Linked DNA regions of Mus musculus: region 2 is linked to region 1. The links are chromatin contacts, called in public HiCAR-type maps. All regions are on one chromosome and are shown on one strand. The core of a region is the stretch at or near the end of the contact, and the rest is flanking DNA. Distances in the headings are between cores, read along the strand shown. Region 1 holds the start of Arhgef3 (Rho guanine nucleotide exchange factor (GEF) 3). Region 2 holds the start of Chdh (choline dehydrogenase).

Region 1 (4,259 bases), core at 582-3,081:
TACAGCACATATATATCTACAGACTATGACTAACAAGGGAAGAAGGAATAAGCAGACAGGTTCACTCAAGCCTTTACCACAGGACCCCAAAACTCAAGACAAAAAGATGAAAAAAAAAAAAAAAGCCTGGTCAGAATTCCCAGCGATTTTCACTCTTATCTTCTCTGGCCCACTTTAATGTATTAACCAAACCAGGTATGCTTTATCTCCTCCCAGGAGTTGGAGAAGCCACCAGTCCCATTGCTACTGAAAACTCATATCCATTCTAGGCTCTATCAACCTGAACTCCATGACGGTACCAAACAGATGAGAGCCCACTACACTTCCACAGCTGCTGAGACTACAAACTCTACAAATATTCAACTAGCTACGGAAAGGCCAGAGGCTTATCTTGTGCTCAGCAAACAAAAAGGAGGATCTAACCAGAATCTGGTGGAGTCCTGTTGAAGGGAGGCAATCTTGTTGGAGGAAATGGATCTCTGATGCTACCAACCCCCAAAACACACCTATACAGAATTCAGAGCGTCAAGGGCACACACCAAGCAGACCTACATGTGTTGTGTAGGTGGAATCAACAGTGCTGTGACAAGGCGGGACACACACCTGCCTCCAGCGTCACTGCCCACCCCGAGTCTCTCAGAGTGAGGCAGAGGAAAGTGGAGAACGAACACACACACACACACACACACACACACACACACACACACACACAGACACAGACACAGACAGACGACATGATGAGCTGGTCCTACGGACTCCACCACAGCAAAACTGGAGTCTGATAAGACAATTAACTGTCTTCTCTAAAACCTTGAAAAAGAATGAGAATCGTCTTCTCCCCCAACTGAACCTAACCAACTTCTAAGGGCAGTCAGCAATTTGCCAGAGACAGGACACATGGGGGTGGGAGAGGAAAGCCTAAGAAAGCCAAACTGAGAGGACTCCCTGGATTACCCAAGGGCACTGCCCCTCTCCCCGCGCCCAAGTTCCCAGAATGGGAACTGTTTCTAGCATTTCAAGTCAGCTTCCCATTCACCAACGTTTTAGCTCGTTTTCAGCAGTCATGAAGGAGAGCCTCAATTACTCATTTAGCTCAGACCCAAAATGAACGACACCCTTCCCCCAACCTCCTTTATTGGTTACTTGTGACAAGTAAAGGTGCCCTGTCCCGCCCTTGCTCTCAAACAGCTACAAAACCAAGTGTGTCTGGTGAAATGTCTGAACCGGTCCCCAAGAACTTAGCTCTCTTAACCCCGGCCGGGGACGGGGAGACATTGCTTTACGAGGCTCTCTCTCGACACCCGGGCCTTCCTAACAGGGCAGCGGGTAGGTAGGTGCCTTTGCAGGCTCTAGACAGAGACTGGGGTTCGGTCTGCCAGTCGCTCGGAAGGAAAGAAGCAGCATCAAAGATCTGCGGTTCCCGAGCTCAGGGAGCAGGGCAGCGATAGAGGACCCACAGAGAAGGCGTGAGAGGGAACACTTGAAGGGGCGATCTGGAGAAGCGCAGCACGTGGGGGAGACGGAGAGAAAGCGAGCGGTACACAGGGTGAGGTGGCAGAGAAGCCCGGAGGTGCAGGTGTGTGGAGGGCGCGTCCTACCTCGTCCTTGGCCACCCCGCTGCCCAGGGGCGCCTCCAAGCTGCAGTTTGCCCTCTTGACAGTGAGGTAGAAGGGGTAATCCTTGGCCACCATGGCGGCTGCCGGGCCTGCCCTTTGAGATGTCACCGCTAATTTCAGGCGACAACAAAAATCCCGGGTAAAAGAGGGCCCGAGCTCCACGATGCAGGCGACGGCGATGCGAACACCTACAGCTGCTTCTTGCAGAGTGGACCTGACGCCTAAGCTCCACCGGGAAGGGCGGGGCCGCTTTAAGCCATGCCCACTGAGGGAGGGCGGGTAGGCGGGACTAGAGAGGCCCACCCCGCCCTCCAAGGAGCGCCAGGTGCGAACTTACAGACGCCTCCTGAGGCTGGGGCGGTTCTGCAGACTTTGGGGACCTCAGGGGACGCTTGCGTGGAGCTGCCAGACCCCAGACCGCTACATAGCTTGTAGCAAGGAAACCAGGACCCTAGGCAAACGCTGATAGAGCAGGGGGCAAGTCCCAAGCCAGGCTCTCACTTTCCGAGGGGTTAGGGGAGGAAACCTGCGTGTGCAGGGTTTCTCTACATCTCTGGCTGTCCTGGATACATTTTACTAAAAATAAGCTTTAGTAGGTAAAAGCAGTCCAAACAGTAAAATGCACCCATTTTAAGTGCAGTTCAAAAAGCACCGTGAAACCAAGCTCCAAAGCTGAGAGACAAATACTTTCCACCACGCAGTACGGAAGGAACGGAGTCCCCTCTAACCATCCCCTCTCCTCCCCCACCACACAGGCCCCTACACCTACAGCCTACACCCACGCTGGACTGATTCAGTCTGTTTCCAGCTTAGAGCGAAGACCACGCTTTTGGGGATCTTTTCTGGGGAAACACTGACGTTTTAAATGCCCAAGAAGTAATTACAAGATCGTTGCTGCAGCCCAGACCAACCTATAAAAAAAAACCAAACACACACACACACACACACACACACACACAAAACCCCAACAACAACAACAAACAAAAAACAAAACGAAACAAAACAAACAAAACCCTAAAAACAATGGTAACAGTCTTTAGTAAGAGTATTTAAGTAAGCTTTTCTAATTATAGAACACCACCCCATAGAGATCAGAGAGGAGAAGGGTCTATGGGTGTGAAACTGAAAGAGTTCCTTTATGTTGGCCTCAGTTGGAAAATAATTGCAAAAGGCTGGGAATGCCGGGCTTTGGGAGAATAGTTATCAAGTGTGAGGCTGTGAGTTCGATTCCTAGTATCCAATGTGTAACAATTCGGAACAAAGCAGTACACAGTTTGTGTTCAAAACACAGCTACAAAAGAGTTTTTCTTTCTTTTCTTTTCTTTTCTGTCCTTTTCTTTTGTTCTTTCTTTCTTTTTTCTCTCTTTCTCTCTTTTTTCTTTTCTTTTCTTTTTTTTTTTTTTTTTGATATTCTCTATAAAGATATACTTGGAGGTCAACAACATTGAATGTCTAGAAGAATCTGAGACAAGCTTACACTCTCCCTGGTGGCAGAGGAGAAACATCTGGGATAGAAAAGGTTAGTAATAGTGGACAAAGAGGCTTTACAGTTACAGTAACAATTTTCAACATCTTAAAAGAAAAATATATTCACATCACCCTGGGAAAAAAAGATTCATTTTTTTTAAGTTATCATTTCCTCCAAATAACATTTCTTAAACTTTGCTATAGTATCTTTCTCTCCTCCCGTGAAAGGTCTGCATACGGAGGGTGTTGTTACAGAGAGGTACTGAGTCTTGGTTTTGCTTCTGGGGTGTGAAGGAGGCAGTGTGATGAAGAAATATAGACCTGCTTCCAGATGAGGTCAGGACCCAGCAGTTCCTACTTTTCCTGGCAGGAAACTGCTTAACCTGCAGATCTTCCACCTCAGGTACCAAATCCACACTCTGGCACTAAACCCACTCATTATCTTGCCTGACTAGATAGCAGACAGACAGACAGACTGCCTCTGGAGTCAAGAAGGAGTGTATGTGTAAACAGGGCTCTGAAGTGAGTGGGTTCCTATTGAGACTGGAGAAAGCGCCTGCGGTTTTCTTCCCAAGTATGCAACAAGAAGAAAGCTGCAGCAAGAGGCATGGAATGAGAAGGGGCATGTGAGAACTGCTCATACACCTGTAAGCTTGGCCAAAGATAGTGTTAGGCAGAGGAAACCCCATTTCCAAGGGTGCCCAACCAAGCCAGGCCCAGAGGTAGTGACATGTCCCAGAGCCAAGGCCTCCACAGCCTCTCTTCCTTTACCCTGCCCTGCTCTTCCAAGCTCACCCACAGTCTCCACCACAAGACCCTGGGCATCAACAGTGCATTTGGGAATGAGCCTTGATCCCCAGTGAAGTTCACTGGGCCTTGTTCTCCAGTTGGAAAATACACTTACAGCCCTCGATGGGGTGTTACCTGTAATCGATTCCCACAGCCCTGGTATTGGGGTGCTTTAGTGTTCTTAGGACTGACCAGGCAGTGTGACACATCAAAAACACATGGTAATAATAAATAAGCTCTTATAAATGGAGAGAAAAGAGGACTGCAGAGTTGGCTCACCAGTTAAAAGCACTTGCTTCTCTTTAAGAGGATTCAAGTTCAATTCCCAGCACCCACTTCAGGTAGCTTGAAGCCACCTATAAGTCCAGCTCCTAAGGATCTCATAGC
Region 2 (4,259 bases), core at 1,093-3,592, 2.7 Mb before region 1:
CCAAGTAGCTCTAGTAGCCCTGCAGACAGAATGCATGACTACGGGCAGCATGTGGAGTCTCTGAAGATTGCTTCCGTCAGATTCCAGACACCTCTTCACTATGATGGCTCCCTCATTTAATTGTACAGGAAAGGAAACTGAGGCTCTGAGGAGAGCAGCAGCTTGCCATACATCCATGTGAAATAGCCAAGCCTTCTTTACTTCTGTGGCCCTGCCTCTGGTGGCCAGGCTTAGGCATGTAAGCAGGTGGGTCCACTCCAGCTGGTTATCTTAGAAGCCAAATGTTCAATCAACTTGCATCACTCTGGGGGTAAGGAGGGCACTTGTGGCAAGTTAGAGTCCTGAAGACAGGCAGGTACAGGCTCTTCGCCCAGCTATAACCCCGTCTGTAGCTGCAGGGCCTTGCTTGCATATTGTTCCACTGCACATGGGCCACGGGATACATGCCCCTGACCCAGAGACAGGGCAGTGTCCTCTCTAAGCCTGTCATCACTGGCCTTGGAGGTGGGTTGGTGGCACTTCTCAGGCAGTGTTCGGAGGCTGTCCTGGCATCCTTGCCTGAGTATTCTCCCATATCTTCCACCCCTTTCTACCCCCTTCACCCAACTCTTCCTCTCTCCTTTGCCACCAGATTCTTCTCCGGGATAAGAAACCCAACTAGCTGCCCTGAGCCATTTCTCAAAACAAGCCAATCAAGTACCCAATTCCTTATGTTTGTCCCACCTCCCCTTGCCAAGGTCAGGAGAGGTCGCTCCAGTTTCTGTGTGCATGTGACATCAAGAACTTTCCTGCCCGCCTTTCTGTCTCAGGGGCCAAGAAATGGCTGACTTGTCCCTGGACCTGACCTCTCTATCCCTGCTGTCCCAAAGCCCCTTGCCTTTTGCCTTGAGCTGACTACAGCAGGCTGTGTTCTGCCAGAGCAGCCCAGGGACTGGCACTCAGCTACTCACCGAGTAAACACGTGTTGGCAATCGGCTGTGACTTGCTCAGCTGAGAGGGAGTGCTCTCTACTTGCTCTGCACAGCCCCATGGGCTGTTTTTCAAAACTGGAAACTGATTGTTATCTAAACATCTGCCTGGCTCCTCAGCCCCATAGGGCAAAGTTCTCAGATAGAAGCTGGAAAACAAGGCCGTCTCCATTTTGTCTTCCCACCAGGGCAGGTACTCTGGCCTTGCATGTTCCTGTCACAGTGCTCAGCTCCATGCCAAGAGCATGCACCTTTGCACCCTGGTAGCAGGCAAGGGTTTACCGGTCAGAAAGGCTGCTATGAAAGCTTATTGTTCCCAGGAACCACTGAGCCTGAACGGCTCGCTGAGGTTGAGTGGGAGCCCAGGATGGCCCAGTTCCAGGCGAGGGTGGGGCTACAACCTCCCTTCTGTCAATCTCCTTGGTCAGGCACCAGAACAAGTTTCTCAGGAAACTATTCCTTGCAATCCAACAGAGGCTAGGGACGGAGCCTTCTCCAGGTGAATCAAAACCAGAATCTTCACCTGAAGTCTGTCTCACTGATGAATTTAGTCTGTATCCCAGTCGGGCTTCAGCAAATACAGCCACTTGACTCCACCCAACCTCTTAGCAGGGAGAAGCAGGACTTGTGCCTGAAGCTCTCTCCAATTCCACTGTCTACGTGTCTGGTGAGCCCAGCTCTGCTAACGATATAGGAAGGGCTGAAGCAGCAGAATTCCAGGCTCTGTAGCCCTTTCTCTAACCCCAAATGATACTGGGCTATCCCCCTCTCAAGCCATTTCATCTCAAAAGGATGGTCCCTGGCCCACCTTCCCAAAATTAAGGTCCGAGAGGTGGTGGAGAGTCGGGCAGATCTCACTCAGGCAGAAGCAGCACTGCCAAATGTCAGAACCTTAGCTCGGAACCCACAGTGCTGAGACACCAGCTTCGGGACCCCAGATGTAACCGCCAGGCCTCATTCTATAGGAGTACACTTAACCAGAAAGCCTGAGAGGCCAGGGGTGGAGATTCCTATCACTGTTACCTTGTAACTGTTAAGTTCCTGTCGCTAGTTCTCTCAAAACCCAGAAGGTTTCAGTGGCTTGAGCCCCTCCGCTTCAGGTCCTCACCCAGCCTAGGACCTGAAAAGCTAGCTACTCACCCGGGACAACTCCGCACCTGGGCCAGGACGCGAAGGACAGGAGCCAGGAGAGCCGAGAAGGCAGTGGCCGCTGATCCTCGCCCGCTGCTCTTTAACTGGCGTCCCGGGAGTGCCGCGAGCTGCTCCGTCTGGCTCCAGGCGCGGGTGCGGTCGCCCCACCTGGCCTGCGGCACACACCTGTGCGCGGGGCTCGACACGCCCCGCGCCTGCTGGAGCTTCAGTCCTCCCGGGCCTGAGTCATTCGCACCCCGCCTACCCCCGCGAGCCCCGAGGGCGACAAGGCGGCCACTTTACTGTCTTGGGACCAGGCCAGCGCCGGCTTGGGCAGGGCGGTACTGTGGGAGGCGGAGCCCGGAGAACTGCGGCGGGCGCCTGGATAAGAGGACCCTGGACCTCTGGCCCCAGCTCCGCGTGGTGGTGGGCGGTGGCCAGTGGCCGGGCCATGTTGCTAGTGTTGCTGATCTTGGCTGCATCGTGCAGGAGCGCCCTGCCTCGAGAGCCGGTAAGCATCCCCCTCCATTGTGGGCACCCTTTCGGTTCCCATCCGTTTAGCTGAACCCTGACAAGCGACAAGCGCCTGAAAACCTGCCAGCTCAACTGTCAAGGAATTGTCCATGAACCATCCTTAGAAAGGGGCCAGTTTGCACCCCTGAGCTAACCGCGATGGGTCTTGAACTCACACCACCCATCTATTGCCATCCTGGAAGGTATCAGTTGTCAGACTGCTTCCCAGGGGAATGAGGTTTAGAACTGTCACAGATGCCACCTGGGCATTTGAGTCGTAGTATTCTCCTCAAAAAGAAAAAGGGTGGTACTCAACTCACACAGGTATGCCTTGTCCTGGGTTAATGATGACAAACAAGACAGTACTGCTTACATCTGTGCTGCCCACCTCTTGGGTCAACAGACAGCCTGCATCAGTTTGCTTGCTTGCTTTTCCTTTCTGTCTAGGGCCATGTTAACTCCTGAAGGCAGCTTTCCTTTCTTCTCCAGTCCCCATGAATGAAAGAATCTTTCTAGGAGGGAAAAGCGCATCCTCAACAAGGCATTCAGATGCAAGCCCTGCTCTCTTCACACATTGGAAGGCATCCTTGGTGACTGTGGAAAGTCACAGCTTATTTATGGTGTCCTGAAGCCCTTGCCGTCTCTGTGCAAGAGAAAAAAACTGTCCTGGGGGCAGCTGTGAAGAACATTGAATGAACTCTGCAAAATGTAGAGCCCTCACCTGGCTTTTCCTACACACCTTGTCTTGCTCCCATTCAAGTAGAACTTGGTTCCTAGTAGGTGGCTCATTTGCTTAATAAGAGAATGTCACAAAGCAAAGGACAGTGGATGACATCATCCAAACCCCATTTGCTCCATCAAAACCTCTGCTTTCTGCCTTCACCAAGGTTTTGGAAATGAGAGAGCTGAGATCTTAAGAGTCCTTTGGGTTTGTCACATTGTGTCTTGCCACTGAAGATTACTGACAACTAAAATAAATGTTTTAGGCTCAATATACTATTTCCAAACTAGTACTCTTCCCTTTTAATGGAAACGTCAAAGGGTTTAGTAACTGGCCTTTCGTAGACAGTAGGGGGGTTTTACTTTTTTGAAAGCTGTTTTAGAAAGATGAGGTCACTGTCCCCAACGGATTTCTAAGTAGCTCAGCTGAGTTCTGGATCATTCAGAAGTATGATATGAGCTTGTGTGTGTGTGTGTGTGTGTGTCCTGCGGGCTGCAGTCATTGCTCCCCGCTTTCTTCTCCTCTTTGCATAGCCAATCTTTAATTTGAAGAAATTAATAAACATTACATGGTCCTGAAAACCAACAGTTAAGCATTAGATGATACAAGTGGCCTCACCGTGGCCCTCAGTAATCCGAGGCAGGGAAAGAAAGCATGCATGAGGCCTACCTGGTCTTCAAGGGGGTGAGCAGCTGCCAGAAAACCAGGTGTACCAATGGCTAAGCCAGGGCCCATCACAGCTACAGTGGGGCAGCTCAATTCCCCTCAAGTTGGAAAGTGCAATCAAACTAGCTCTTTTCTTTTAAAACATTTAAAGAATTGTATTTTTAATTTGTGTGTGTGTGTGTGTGTGTGCCCTCAGAAACCACGACTATGATTTCTGGAGCTAGAGTGACAGGCAATTGCTGTGAGTTGTCCAGTATGGG

Evidence for each region. HiCAR-type assays count read pairs that join an accessible place to other places.
Region 2: a HiCAR-type map of astrocytes shows a contact between it and region 1, with 3 times the contacts expected there. The contact joins the promoter of Chdh here to the promoter of Arhgef3 in region 1.

The regions. Positions count from the first base shown.
Region 1 is chr14:27,333,609-27,337,867 of GRCm38.p6, reverse strand. Arhgef3 (Rho guanine nucleotide exchange factor (GEF) 3) reads right to left here and starts at 1,831. Exons shown (of 10, transcript NM_001289687.1): 1 at 1,599-1,831. The coding sequence starts at 1,691.
Region 2 is chr14:30,007,083-30,011,341 of GRCm38.p6, reverse strand. It overlaps Chdh (choline dehydrogenase), which reads right to left and starts at 2,342. Exons shown (of 8, transcript NM_001136240.1): 1 at 2,109-2,342. It overlaps Il17rb (interleukin 17 receptor B), which reads left to right and starts at 2,446. Exons shown (of 11, transcript NM_019583.3): 1 at 2,446-2,610. The coding sequence starts at 2,551.